Regions from separate parts of the Rattus norvegicus genome. Here region 1 is linked to region 2. A link is a contact called in public Hi-C data. All regions are on one chromosome and are shown on one strand. Each heading gives the region's core, a stretch centred on a gene start, on an enhancer-like site or on the middle of the called end of the contact. The rest is flanking DNA. Distances are from core to core; before and after follow the strand shown. Region 1 has its middle 320 kb from the start of Pten. Region 2 holds the start of Atad1 (ATPase family, AAA domain containing 1).

Region 1 (6,166 bases), core at 1,521-4,020, 360 kb after region 2:
GATTTTACTTAGAGATAAGGACTTTAGGAGGTAATTAAGGAGGTTAAATTAATTCATAAGTGTGTGGTCTGGTCCTAATTCAGTGTGATTGATGGCCTTCCAGGGATCTCTCTCCTCTCTCTCTCTCTCTCTCTCTCTCTCTCTCTCTCTCTCTCTCTCTCTCATCATTTCTCTCCTCTCTCTCCCCTCTCCTCCTCTCCTTTCTCTCTTCCTCTCTCCTCTCTCTCCTCTCTCTCCCCTTCTCCTTTCTCTCTTTCCTCTCTCCCTTCTCTCCTCTCTTTCTCTCCTCTCTCCCTTCTTTCCTCTCTCTCTACCCCTCCATCCTTTCTCTCCTCTTTCTCTCTCCCCCTCTCTCTCCCCATCTCTCCTTTCCCCCCCTCTTTCTCTCTCTCTCTTGAGATCGCACAATGGAAAATCCATTTATGGTATAACAAGGGCCTGGCCTTCTACAAGCCAAGGAAGGAACCATCACCAAAAAGTCATCCTACAAGCACCTTGGTCATGGGTGCCCAGATCCCAGGATGATGAGAAAATAAACTGCTGCTGTCCAAAGCATCAAGTCTGACATTGTGTTAAGGTAACCCACGTAATCGAGTCATACTATCTGGTTGATGTGATCACCAAGTCCACTTTACAGGTCAGAAAACAGAAGCTCAGAGAGATGACGTAACTGACTGGTGAAGTACTTCCAGCAAATGTCTCCCTAGGCCTGTGCTCTACTGGGGAGCACAGAGCTCTCTACTATCCTCACTTACTGTAGGTGTAGCTTTCAGGTTCTGAGCAGTCGGTGCAACCTCCAACCTATGGATGGCCGGAAGCTGAGAAAGTGCTCCTAGCTTTACATTGGGATTGGGGGGGAGCAAGAATTTAGCTCAGGAATGAAGCTTCTTCCGAGAACTGCCCAGTGACACAAGGTCAGCCACCTGGAGAAAAAGAACCCAAACGATGTGGGTTGTTCCCATATTTATATTTGCGACCGCAATAAATTCTTTATGGTGTATCTCCATTTGATGCAGATTTTATCGTGTCTCATGTCAGACACAAGGAAAATGCCTAGTTACATAATACATTTTTTAATATTAATAAAAAGCATAAAAGGCGTTTCTAAAGCATTTCTCAGTTTACCTCTCCTTGGTGATGTCAGCCTCTTCCCTGATACTCACCCACTGCGTCTGCCCTGGGGCAAATGACACCTCTGCAAAGAGTAGGCAGAAATGATGCCTGGGAAAGCTCTGACATAAAGGCTGGAAAAGCCCAGTGTTTCTATCTCAGTAAAGAGGGAGGCAGAGAGACATGCACACTCTGTCCTTTTAGGCCTTTTTTCTCCAGTCTCAGGGTAGAACCTCAGTTAGCAGGAGAGGGATGAATTCTTACATGTTGGAAACACTTCAAGGTCTTAAGAGAATATTGAGTCCGGTGAGTGGTCTGTCGCCCTCAGGGTAGGCTTGAGGAACCGAGGGCTCATATCATCAGCAGTTTTCAAGCCTGGCGCTGTTGTAATACACTCTACTTCACAGGGCTTGTCAGCTGCCCTGTCCCTTGTAAGATGTTAAGTCACTTCTCAGGCTGGGACTATACCCCCGCTGTTAAAATAAATGTCTCCAGAAAGTCAAATATCTCCTAGCAGCAAAGCTATGCTCCCTTCCTTCTCATAGGAACCAGCATCTGGTGAGACGGATAGCATTTGGCCCAATGTGGATCCACAGTGAACGGTACTATCAGTGAGAGAGGCCTCCTATCTCTTTCAGGGCTTTCACTTGGCAAGCAGAAAATCACAAAATGACAGTATGCCATGATGGTGGCGAGCAGAGGAGCTGGACGTGGACAGGGATGGAGGTCAGAGAGCGGTAACACTGCAGGATCTGTAAGCGGATGCCAAGACTCACAGACGTCAGTGAAGTCTCTGTCAGGCCAGAGGACCCTGCTGAAGGCACAGGGTGTCCTGGTTCTTACATTTGACTTCTACCTCACTTGTGAGAAACGTTGGGAACTCTAAACGACCCAAACAAGATGAAAGGATGCAGAAAAAAAAAAAACATTCAAGATGAGAGGACAGTGTTGAGGAACTGTAAACTGGCCCATCTAAAATTTTCCCTTTCCCAGCTCCCAGTCTGGTAATAGAAAACTGGGGTCTGTTCCACCAGTAATGGACAAAGTAAGACTATATTTTCCTTGTATATTCAAAGAAGATTGTGAGCCCCTGTGTGGCACATAATAGTAATAAGAATGGCAGGTATGTTGGAATTAGATGCTTCCCGGATGCTAAGAAGTATACCAGGCTATGGTATTTAACCTTCCAGGCAGCAGACCCATAGGACAACTGTTTCCAGTCACAGCCAGCCCGTCACTTATGAGAATCGTTTTACTGGTTCAAGTGATGGACCCTGTATACAAACCCAGGCAGAATGACTCCTGTCCCCGATTCTCTCATGCCTCTGCCCTGCTGCCTTCTTACAACGGGGTGCTTTGTGTCTGGGTCCCAAACCTATTCACTTATTTCTCTCGTGGTCCTGGTGGAAAAATCGTGCCATTCCATCTCTTGTCTGCCTCCGTGTTTAAGGAGACTTTCCAGCATTTAATTCCTACTGAGTACCGACTTCTTTTCTCTGGGGAGCTAAAATACTCTCAACAACAGAAAAAGAACTAAAGGGAGCATTTGTTGTAGTAAATTATTCATGGTAAAGAATTTGCTACACTCGGGGCAACAAAGACGCGTTTGTGTGTGGACTCCAAGGGTGGCATCTGGGTCATGCTGGGTACCATAAGCAGAGCGTTGAACAATGAACTTATCTCTCAGCCCCCTGAAGAGACTGATGGGACAATGCTTTGTAGACTGAGTTATTGACCACTCAGCTTTGCCAGGACCACTGCGCTCTGAAACAGGAAGGACTGGGCCTTTTCAGAGATAAAATCAATTACATTAAAATGAGTCTTTTTGTCATCGTCGTTGTTGTTCTTTCCCTGCCGTCGATTTCTCTTTGAAAACAGCCTGTGTTCTATTTACAGTGTCTTCATTACCAGGACCAGCCTTAGGAATCCACTTCCGGTCTGAGTGCACGAAACGCCAAGTTGGATATCCCAAGTGTGGTCCACGTAAGGTGGCCGAATCCTCAAAATTTCAGGGGAAAACCCAACAACGGCCCAGTATTAAAGAAGTCATGGTCATTGATACATTTAAGGGGCTAGAGAGACAACAACAACAACAACAACAACAACAACAACAACAACAACAACAACAACGTCATCTTCTGCATGAAGGGTAGCTGTGCCCGATTAAAAATGCCTGTGGAATTCTGACACCCTTACTCCAAAACAGCGGGTTCCTAGTTCTTCTTTTGAATCTGGGTTGGTCTGTTATAATTTGACCCAGAGAACACACGGTGAAAGCGATGCTATACCGGCTCTGAGTGTGCGAGCATGCGCAGCTTCCTTCTGTCTTGATTCAGGGGGACACTGACCTCCATGTTAGAAGGCTGATTACCTTCGGGTGGCAGTGCTGTGAGGAAAAGGAGCCATACCAGGGATTGTACTCTCTCTCTCTCTCTCTCTCTCTCTCTCTCTCTCTCTCTCTCTCTCTCTCTCTCTCTGTGCGTGTGTGCGCGCGCGCGTGCGCGCGTGCAAGGGAAAAAGAAGGGGGAAGGGGGAAGGGGACGGGAGAAAGAATTCAGCAAATGTGTTAAGGGAAGGAGGGATCCTCTACTCGCAAAAGTGGACCCTCTAGACCCAGCTGCTGAGCTAATACCTAAAAGACTTGAAGATAAATCACCCAGCTAAATCCTTTCAAAATTCCTAACCTACATTGTGCATTAAACGAGACATTGTTGCTTTCGGGTCTGGCTGATGTGGGCCATGATGTTGGGTACCTTCCCCAAATACTCTTCATCTTACTTTTTGAGTCGGGCTCTTGTTGAACCTGGAGCTCACCTTCAGCTAGACTGCCCGCCTGTACGGTGGGCATTCGGGATCTTCCTGTCTCCCGCTCCCCAATACTGAGATTACAGTCCTGGGCTACACCCAGCTTTTACACCGTACACGGGTCAAACCCATATTCTCAGGCTTACATGACAAGAACTTTACGAACGGAGACAACTCCCCCATCTTCGAATTTAAAAAATGTGTAGTTGTATGGATTCTTTGAAGAGCTCATATGCATGTGCAATATAACCTGATCACTCTACAGCTGCCCCCAACTGCCCCACCCCCAGGAGTGCCTATCACATCTCTCTCCCAACTTCACATTCTAGTCTTATATGTATTTATTTGTTTATTTATTTTAATTTAGTCAAATGAAGTGCTGCCTGAATTCCCTTGGGTATGGGGAACATAACAGTGGCTCCATTCCTAAAAAAAAGAGCCTACCCAGAAGTTCTCAACTGTCAATAGTTCTTTGCCAAGCCTGGCTCCTCCAGAACTCTTCCCCAATCCTTGCTAGAAAAAGTAACTGGCCTTACACAGACCTCGTGCCAGGAATTTTAGCTGTTGTGAGTTCACATGTACAACAGTCTTAATGTGTCTAGAGAACAGAATTTCACAGCATTTCTCCCTACCCTCTGACTCTTACATGCCTTCTGTCCCCTCTTGTGTGATGTTGAGCCTTGGGGGAAGGGGCTTGAAGTAGCTATCCGTCTACAGATGAACACTCATCCTGGTTTATTCTCAATTCTTAGGACCGTCACGTGTCTCTGCACTAATCACTATCAATTGTAATAAGAAGCTTCTCTGACTGGGTCAGAGACAGCACAAATCCATAGATAAAAAGCATATTTAGAAGGGAGTTTAACAGTTATGACCACTTAGAGAAATACCAATAGGTCTCCTTTAGAACCCATGACTTCCCTCGGTTTTGGCCATGTCTATAGTACAAGCATAAATTCCTTCCTGTGGAACAGACCTTAAATCCAATCAAGATAGGGATTGATTACCTCTCATAAACACTCTTGTATTAGTGGACCATATCTTGTCTGACAGGTCGGTTTTGTGGCACATGGGGTCTAGTGCTGGATAAGATATTGATGTTTTCCCCCAAGTAACCCCTTCTAGCATTATGAAAGCTATTCAACATGGAACACTTTCTGGTCAATTTAGAGCTAATTTCCATGTGTTTTGCAACCAAAGAATATGGTGTCATCATCAATAGGCTCTTATGATGGGCAACAAAGAGTTTGCACAATTCGGGTGTCTCTGGAGCCTCTCTGTTATTCTTCAAGTTTATATGAAGATATTTATCACCTCCACTAAGTTCACAGACTGTGTCTCCATTCTCTCTGGTTGTCTTCTCCCTGAACCTGTACACCATGCAGGGTTCCTTCTCAAAAGCCTCAGCTAGGTCCCAGGGTCTAGCTCTCTTCCTTATCTTCCTGCTACCTCAACCACAGGCAGAATTTATTCCATTTCAAATGTCGTGAGGCCACAAAGGATACAGTGATTCTTATTATCCAGTTTCCTTCCTTCAGGATAGGTGCCTGAACCAGAAGCCAAGAAAAGGTTTGTCCCAAGAAAGCAAGGCCAAGTTGGGGCAGGCTCTGTATTACCTGGGTCATCCCTGGGTACCTGTGGTCCTCTGCCTCACCCCACATCTACATATGGCTGTACCCAGGTACCCCCCTGTCCTTAGCACAGAGGCCTCGTGTCATGTGGACATGAGTTCTGTGCAGAACTTTTGAATTTAAAGAATGGACTAAGTCACAGAACAGGACAGTTCTACTTGCTCCCTCAGTTTAATTGGTTCTGATGAGGAAAACCTTAAGATACAAGCTCTCTTGTTGAAAAATTCGGTAAAGCCATTTCCCAAACACCCATCCCTGATCTATTCAAGGAAAAACCCATCACCACCCACAGACCAGCCTCCCAAATGGGAAAAGAAATAAAAAAGATCCTTTTGCATAAATGATGGGAATCTTATGCTGAGTGAGAAAACTGGTGAAAGAAGTTAAAAGTGATCCCAAATGAATAGACGGGCAGAGAAAAACTAACGAATTTTAGTTTCTAAATTGTTGCCTGGAATACTCCATAGAGTCCCAGGGCACCATTGTTAAGTAAGGGTCTTAACAATGTTCTGGACCTACATCACAGAGCTTGGAGGTGGAAATGGGAATCTTCCGTGGCTTCCACATGCCTCTTGTGTTCACTGAAGTCTGAGAATGATTGTCCTTGATTTATTTACTTT
Region 2 (6,383 bases), core at 1,372-3,871:
GTGTCATTCAGCCTTGGCAAGGGCTGGGGGAAGGGGAGGATAAGGAAAAATACTCATACATATTATCTCACCTAGAAATAAATAAATCTAAATCTAGACTGCTCAGGTAGGTGCTGTGGGCCTTACACTAATACCCATGTTCCTTCTACTTCTAAAATAGTTACCTTTCTTACTACTGCTAAGTTAAAATAATTCTCACTAGCTTCTCTGGAATGGCTCTAACATGTATACTTGTAAAGAAAAACCTCCCAATTCTTTCAGCCATCCAACATCATCGTCAGACTTGTAAAGCATTTACTTGCAAGTCAGGGTTCATACTTCTCAGCTATTAGGAGCCATTCCTATCACAATTATTTAAATAACCAACTGCAAGCTCTCAGATTGGGTAAAGAAACTTTGGTCTAGGATGATAAGTAATTCAATAAGAACTTAAAGAACCCTACTGTATTTGATATATAGTGGCTACTATATAATTACCCAAAATTACAATCGTTCTATTAATTACTAAAAACAAAAAAAAATGGAACTGATTTAGCCACCAAATTATAATCGCCTAATCTAACAATTCAGTCTGGCTAAGTATCTGTAGTATTATCCATTTGTATGGATCTCAGAAATAGGACACATGTAATCAACTTCTCAAAGGACCTGAAAATTTTACTTTTGTTGTCTATATCCCAATAAAACTGCAAATACAGTTGATAATGACCCAATAGATGGGGCAAGGGCTTTGTTAATAATCTGAAAAGTCATGACATTCCAATAAAAAGTTTGGGTTTTCTGGTTTCAGTCAGAGCTGTGTTCAGTGGCACAAGCCTGTCAATCTCAACACTCAGCAGACTATAAGGAAGACTGAAGGTCCAAGGTTAAGGAGCAAGGCTAACCTGGGCTACAATGGGTTCAAGATTAATCTAAAGTACATAAAACATTCCTGCCTCCAAAATCCAAGAATTTAAACTGGCACATTGAAATGCCATCTACTGGGCAGTCCCTGAATCACAATGATAAATCAGGGTTATGGGTTATTCCTAAAGCATAGTTCCTTAAAGTCATGAAGACAGTAACAATTTTTTATTTTTGCTTATGGAGAGATAAGGTTTCTCTGCATAGTCCTGGATGGCCTGGAACTCACTCTGTAGACCTGGGGCTGTCCTCAAACTAAGAGATCTGCCTGTCCCTGCCTCCCAAGAGCTGGAACTAAGGCTGTTTGTCACCATACCTGGTAACAGTAACAATTTTTTAATCCTATCGAAAAAACCACCAACAGACAAATCTCTTGCTTCTATGTCTTCCTAGTCCAGTATTAACATTGACTCAAGGCAGATTTAAGACAATTGACTCCGTGTCTAGGCAGAGGTTGGTGGTGGTAGCAGCAGCTAAAATTTGAGTAAAGAGGAAACCCATAGAATGGGAGGATGTCTTTACCAACTGTCTGACAGAGGATTAATGTCCACAATATATAAAGAACTCGAAAAACTGTCGGCTGATGGTGGCTGACGCCTTTAATCTTGGCACCTGGGTGGTAGAGGCAGGCAGATGTCTAAGCTGGAGACCAGCCTGGTCTTCAGAGTTCCAGGACAGCCAGGGCTACTCAGAGAAACCGTATCTCAAAACTCAAACATAAAAACAAAAGACTACTGCTCCTCTAAATCCTTAAGTGACTTCAAAATCCTGAAATGAAACTGAAACATTCTGCTTTGTAGGCAGTGACTGGAAATACTTTCTTTATACAGTCTCCACAGATGAGATATATATATACATATCCATCTATCATTCATAAAACCTAAGCATGATAGATATATCCACGATGCGAAATAGCTGCAAGTGTAGAGAATGTATTTCAATTTTGCATCAACACTTATTTTATCAAAATATACGCATTGCTGCATACAGCTAAGAAACACCACAAGACCAGTGAAATTCACAATCACCTTTAAACGAATATAATTTTAAATCTTTTCACTTTAAACTCTGGTTTCGGTGTCGATACCCTGTCTCTGAGCAACTTACTAACGTTTATACTGCAGTATTTCCTAAGTTCACTGCAGTGTTCTACAAATGGTCTCTCAACTCAAAGTCCCAACTCTGTGCCTATCAAGGCCCTGAAGACGCAGCCTGTGACAATGAATTAGGCCAGGCTTCGCGTAGAGGGCAGGTCCTTATTAACATCAGCATCTTGTGTGAAAGCATGGCCAGCACTGAAGAAACACCTCCGCCTCTGCACAAAGAGGGAGGAGCAGGGCCGGCACGAGCGGACCGGCTCCTTCCAGCCGCCCTCTTACAAGCCTGGTCCTGAGGTCGCCCTGAGGGCCCCCAATCCTCCAGTGACCAGGCCGCCTACAAGAGATGTCCTTGTGAGTGGCCGGAGTCTCCCGCCAGCGCTGAGACCTAAGGGCTTGCGCCGGGCCGGGCGCCAAGGCGAGGCCCCGGACGCCCTTGGAGGTTAATCCGCTGGATCCGGGCGGCGCTCAAATGTGACCAACGTGGGGGCAGGTGACTGTCGGGCTGGTCTCCCCAGGTGAGCGCCAGGCCCTGGGGGACCGGGAGGGATAGGGGACGCACCTGGCCCGGCCCCGCGGGAACCCGCTACTCACCCAGAGGTAAGACCAGAGACGACAGAAGCATTAGCCCGGCCTCGCACAGGAAAGAAATGCGGCCTGGGAGAGAACGCTTCCGGGGGCTGGAGCCCCGCCCCCGCACGGAGCATGCGCAGTCCCTGCCGAGCCGGTGTGCCAGTCTAAGGCACCGAGACGGTGGCGCAGTGCAGGGCGATCTAGTTTCCCCAACCTACACTAATAGCGATCTAGTATCCGCTGTGCCGATACATTCAGAAAGGTAGATAGGATGAACAGAGTGCTCTCCAAAGGGCTCTTAGTTCAGCTTCAGAGACTCAGAAACCTAACTGGGAAAGACGCTTGACACATGAAATCCCTTGCTACTCTGGAGCTGTACACAACCCTGAGAGAGAGAGAAGCCTTTTACAGAAGGCAAAGAAATGCTTCCCTGGTTTGATAAACTTCCACCACCCGCTGCAAGTCCTCACGCTGCTGCGCAGACGCGCATGGCCTCACCATCTGCCTTTCGGTTTCTAGGGTGAGCTCACCCCTCCTCCCCCATCTCTGTACTGATGACACCTGGAGGTGGTGCCTGAGAGACTGCTGAACGCTTGAGCAGTCAGGCAGACAAGAGAGGTCTGGCAGTTGGGTCAGAATAGGGCATCTGGTGACAGGTTTTGCATATTGATGGCTTTTTTTTTTCATTTACCCCTTCCTCTTGCGAAGTGAGGGACGTGACACCAAGATTCCAAGGAACCATATCTAAAAGCCAGCCACTTCTGAATATATACACTACCAAGGAACAAGATAAGTAAACACTGCCTCTAAACAAAAGGGACATCATCGCTTCAGATAAAGGCAGTGGGACTACGAAGGAATAAGACAGATTTCTTAAGACCTCTTTATATTCCTGGAGGAGGCAATTTGTTTCGCTCTGTTGTCAGGATCATCTTTAAGGACTAAGGAATTCTGCAGCCAAGCTGGGCTTAGTATTCCATGCCTGTTTTTCCAGCATTGGGATGGCTAAGCAAGGAGAATTGCTTTATATCCTGGACCACATAGTAACACACTGCTTCCTCCCTCTGCTGACAATTATATTAGTAAACAATGTTTGTCAATAGCTGTGGGGAGAGACAGCCCAGCAGTGCTGCCAGGTCCTGGAAAGTTCCTTGTTAAAGGACTGTATTGGGGTTCACTAGAATGAATAGATATTAAGGAGTTTGGGTTTTTGTTTTAATTTTAGGTTGGTTGACACAGCGTAGTCTTGAGTGGTCCAACAATGGCTGTTCTGGTAGCTGCACAGTGCTGGAGGATACATGCCTCAGCCGTCCAACAAGACTCCAAAAGCTTTAAGGATGCCTGGAGACCACTACTACTAGTCTTTAGGAGTAAGAATCTGGATTCTGATTTCAGTGAAAGATGCCAGAGACAGCAATATTAACAATGGCAGAAATACTAGAAACTCGCCAGCATATGAAAAGGCAAGCAAAATGAATGTAAATCTTTGGGGCTCCCTTATGTTTGGGCCAATATCTGGTCTGCTCAAGTTCACAATGAGTCTATCAATTAGCCTAGTCCAGAGATTCCTTCTCAAGTATGCCTAGGGACTTTTCTCTGTGATTCTAGACCTTGTCGGTTCTGTCAGTTGACAGTATTGCCATCACTGTCGCTGGGACCTCCAGATAAAGTCAGATCCTTGACTATGCATTCTCCTCCTCCTCCTCTCATCATCAACAATACATAAAAAGGAGTTAAGACAAAACGGGGAAACTGGAAAGATGGCTCAGTGGTTAAGAGCTCTGTCTGCTCTTCCAGAGGTCCTGAGTTCAATTCCCAGCAACTACACAGTGGCTCACAACCATCTGTGATGAGATCTGATGCCCTCTTTTGCTGCCATGCTTGAAGATAGTAACAGTGTACTCATACACATAAAATAAATAAATCTTAAAACAAAGTGGGTTTATTAAGTAAAGATATGTGATAATACATCTGGTCCAAGCTTGGAGACTTGGGGGCAGAGAGTCATAAGACAGTATACATGATCAAAATAAATGTTGATGCTTATTTCCTTTCCAGTGGTCTGCCTATCTCTGCTGTACCTAATGTTTTAATTTAGGAGATTTCTTTCATCTAGGCCTTAAGAGATCAAATTACTGCCCAAAGGACGCTCCATCCTACCACAAGGACAACTGCTCAACTGTGTCCATAGCAACTGTATTCATCAGAGCCAGAAAGTGGAAACAAACTAGATGTCTCTCAACATTAGAATGGAAAAAGAAAATGTAGTACATTTACACAATGGAGTATCACTCAGCTGTCTTTTTAAAAAAAAAAGGGATTGGGGATTTAGCTCAGTGGTAGAGCGCTTGCCTAGCAAGCGCAAGGCCCTGGGTTCGGTCCCCAGCTCCGAAAAAAAGAAAAGAGAAGAAAAAAAAAAAATGACACCATGGGATTTGCAGGCAAATGGATGGAACTAGAAAAAAAAAATCCTCTTGAGTGAGCTAACCCAGACCCAGAAAGACACACATGGCATGCACTCACTTATAACAGAAACTAGCTGATAGTAAAAGATAACCAGGCTACAGTCCACAGGCCCAGGGAGCGAGGTAATAAGCATGGATCAAAGGGGTGAGGTCCCATGCATCTCCCTGGAAAGGGAAAATAGATTCTGTGAACAGACTGGGGGAGGGGGAGGAGGAGGAGGATGAGAACAGAAAAGGTCAAACAGGGAGGGAGGGAGGGAGGGAGAGATTACTGGGAGGGATAACTGGAATTTGGGGGCACTTGAGGAGTGATGTGGGAACCTAGTGCAGTGGAAACTCTCTGGAATCTACCAGAGTTATCCTAGCGAAAACTCCTAGTAATGGGGGACACAGAGCCTGAACAAGCCATCTCCCGTAACCAGGTAAGGCTTCTGGTAGTAGTACTGAGACACCAACACAGCCACAAAACGTTCAACTTACAATGTGCCCTACTCTGAAACACGTTCTAGGGCAAGGGTGGTGCAGTACATGTAGGAGTGGCCAAGTCGCCACAAGAGGGAGCCCACGCCTAACTGCCTGGATAGCCAGGAACCAGAGGCCCAGACACCTAGTCTAGAACCAAAATCGACTGGCAAAAAAAGAAGAAAAAAAAAGGAAGGAAGGAAGGAAGGAAGGAAGGAAGGAAGGAAGGAAGGAAGGAAGGAAGGAAGGAAGGAAGGAAGGAAGGAAGGAAGGAAGGAAGGAAGGAAGGAAGGAAGGAAGGAAGGAAGGGAGAAGTGAAAACCAAAAGCACATCTCTGAGATGATGTCTAACAATATTCTGCTATATTCATAGATTGGTACTAACCCAGTTGTCATCAGAAACCCTTCATCCAGCAACTGATGGGAGAGATGTAGAGACCCACAGTAAATAGTAAGCAGAGCTCAGGGAAACCCCCAAAAGGGATGGGGCAAGAATCATAGGAGACAGAGGGGATACCAAGAGAACATGGCCCACAGAATCAACTAAGCAGGGCTCAGAGGGGCTCCGCGAGACTGAAGTGATAAATAAGGGACCCCGTATGGGTCAGAGCTGGGTCCTCTGCGTATGTTATACTTGTGCAGCCTGGTGTTCTTGCCGTACTCCTAACCGTGGTGGTGAGAGGTATCTGACTCATCTGCTCTTGCGACCCCTTTCCTCCTACTGGATTGCCTCATCCAATCTTGATATGAGGGGATGTGCCTGGTCTTATTGTAACTTGTTAGCCAAGTTTAGTTGATATCACTGGTAGGCCTGCTCTTTTCTAAAGGGAAATGGAGGGAGAGGAGGGTGAGGAGGAGGAAGAATGGATCTGGAGGAGAGGGG

The links. Hi-C and Micro-C count contacts between places; a contact is called where the count stands out from the background.
Region 1: a contact with region 2 is called in a Hi-C map of Schwann cells, with 2.6 times the contacts expected there. The contact joins the enhancer-like site here to the promoter of Atad1 in region 2. A contact is called at or near these places in 2 of 12 Hi-C or Micro-C datasets (Schwann cells and kidney).

The regions. Positions count from the first base shown.
Region 1 is chr1:240,359,866-240,366,031 of GRCr8, forward strand. No RefSeq gene overlaps it. Among named protein-coding and RNA genes, the nearest start is that of Pten, 320 kb to the left of the region's middle. Within about 2 kb of position 2,771, at least 3 of the 93 cell types and tissues checked have an H3K27ac peak or open chromatin away from gene starts, as enhancers often do. A contact at or near this core is called in Schwann cells, where this site is marked.
Region 2 is chr1:239,999,336-240,005,718 of GRCr8, forward strand. Atad1 (ATPase family, AAA domain containing 1) reads right to left here and starts at 2,622. Exons shown (of 10, transcript NM_001035002.1): 1 at 2,595-2,622.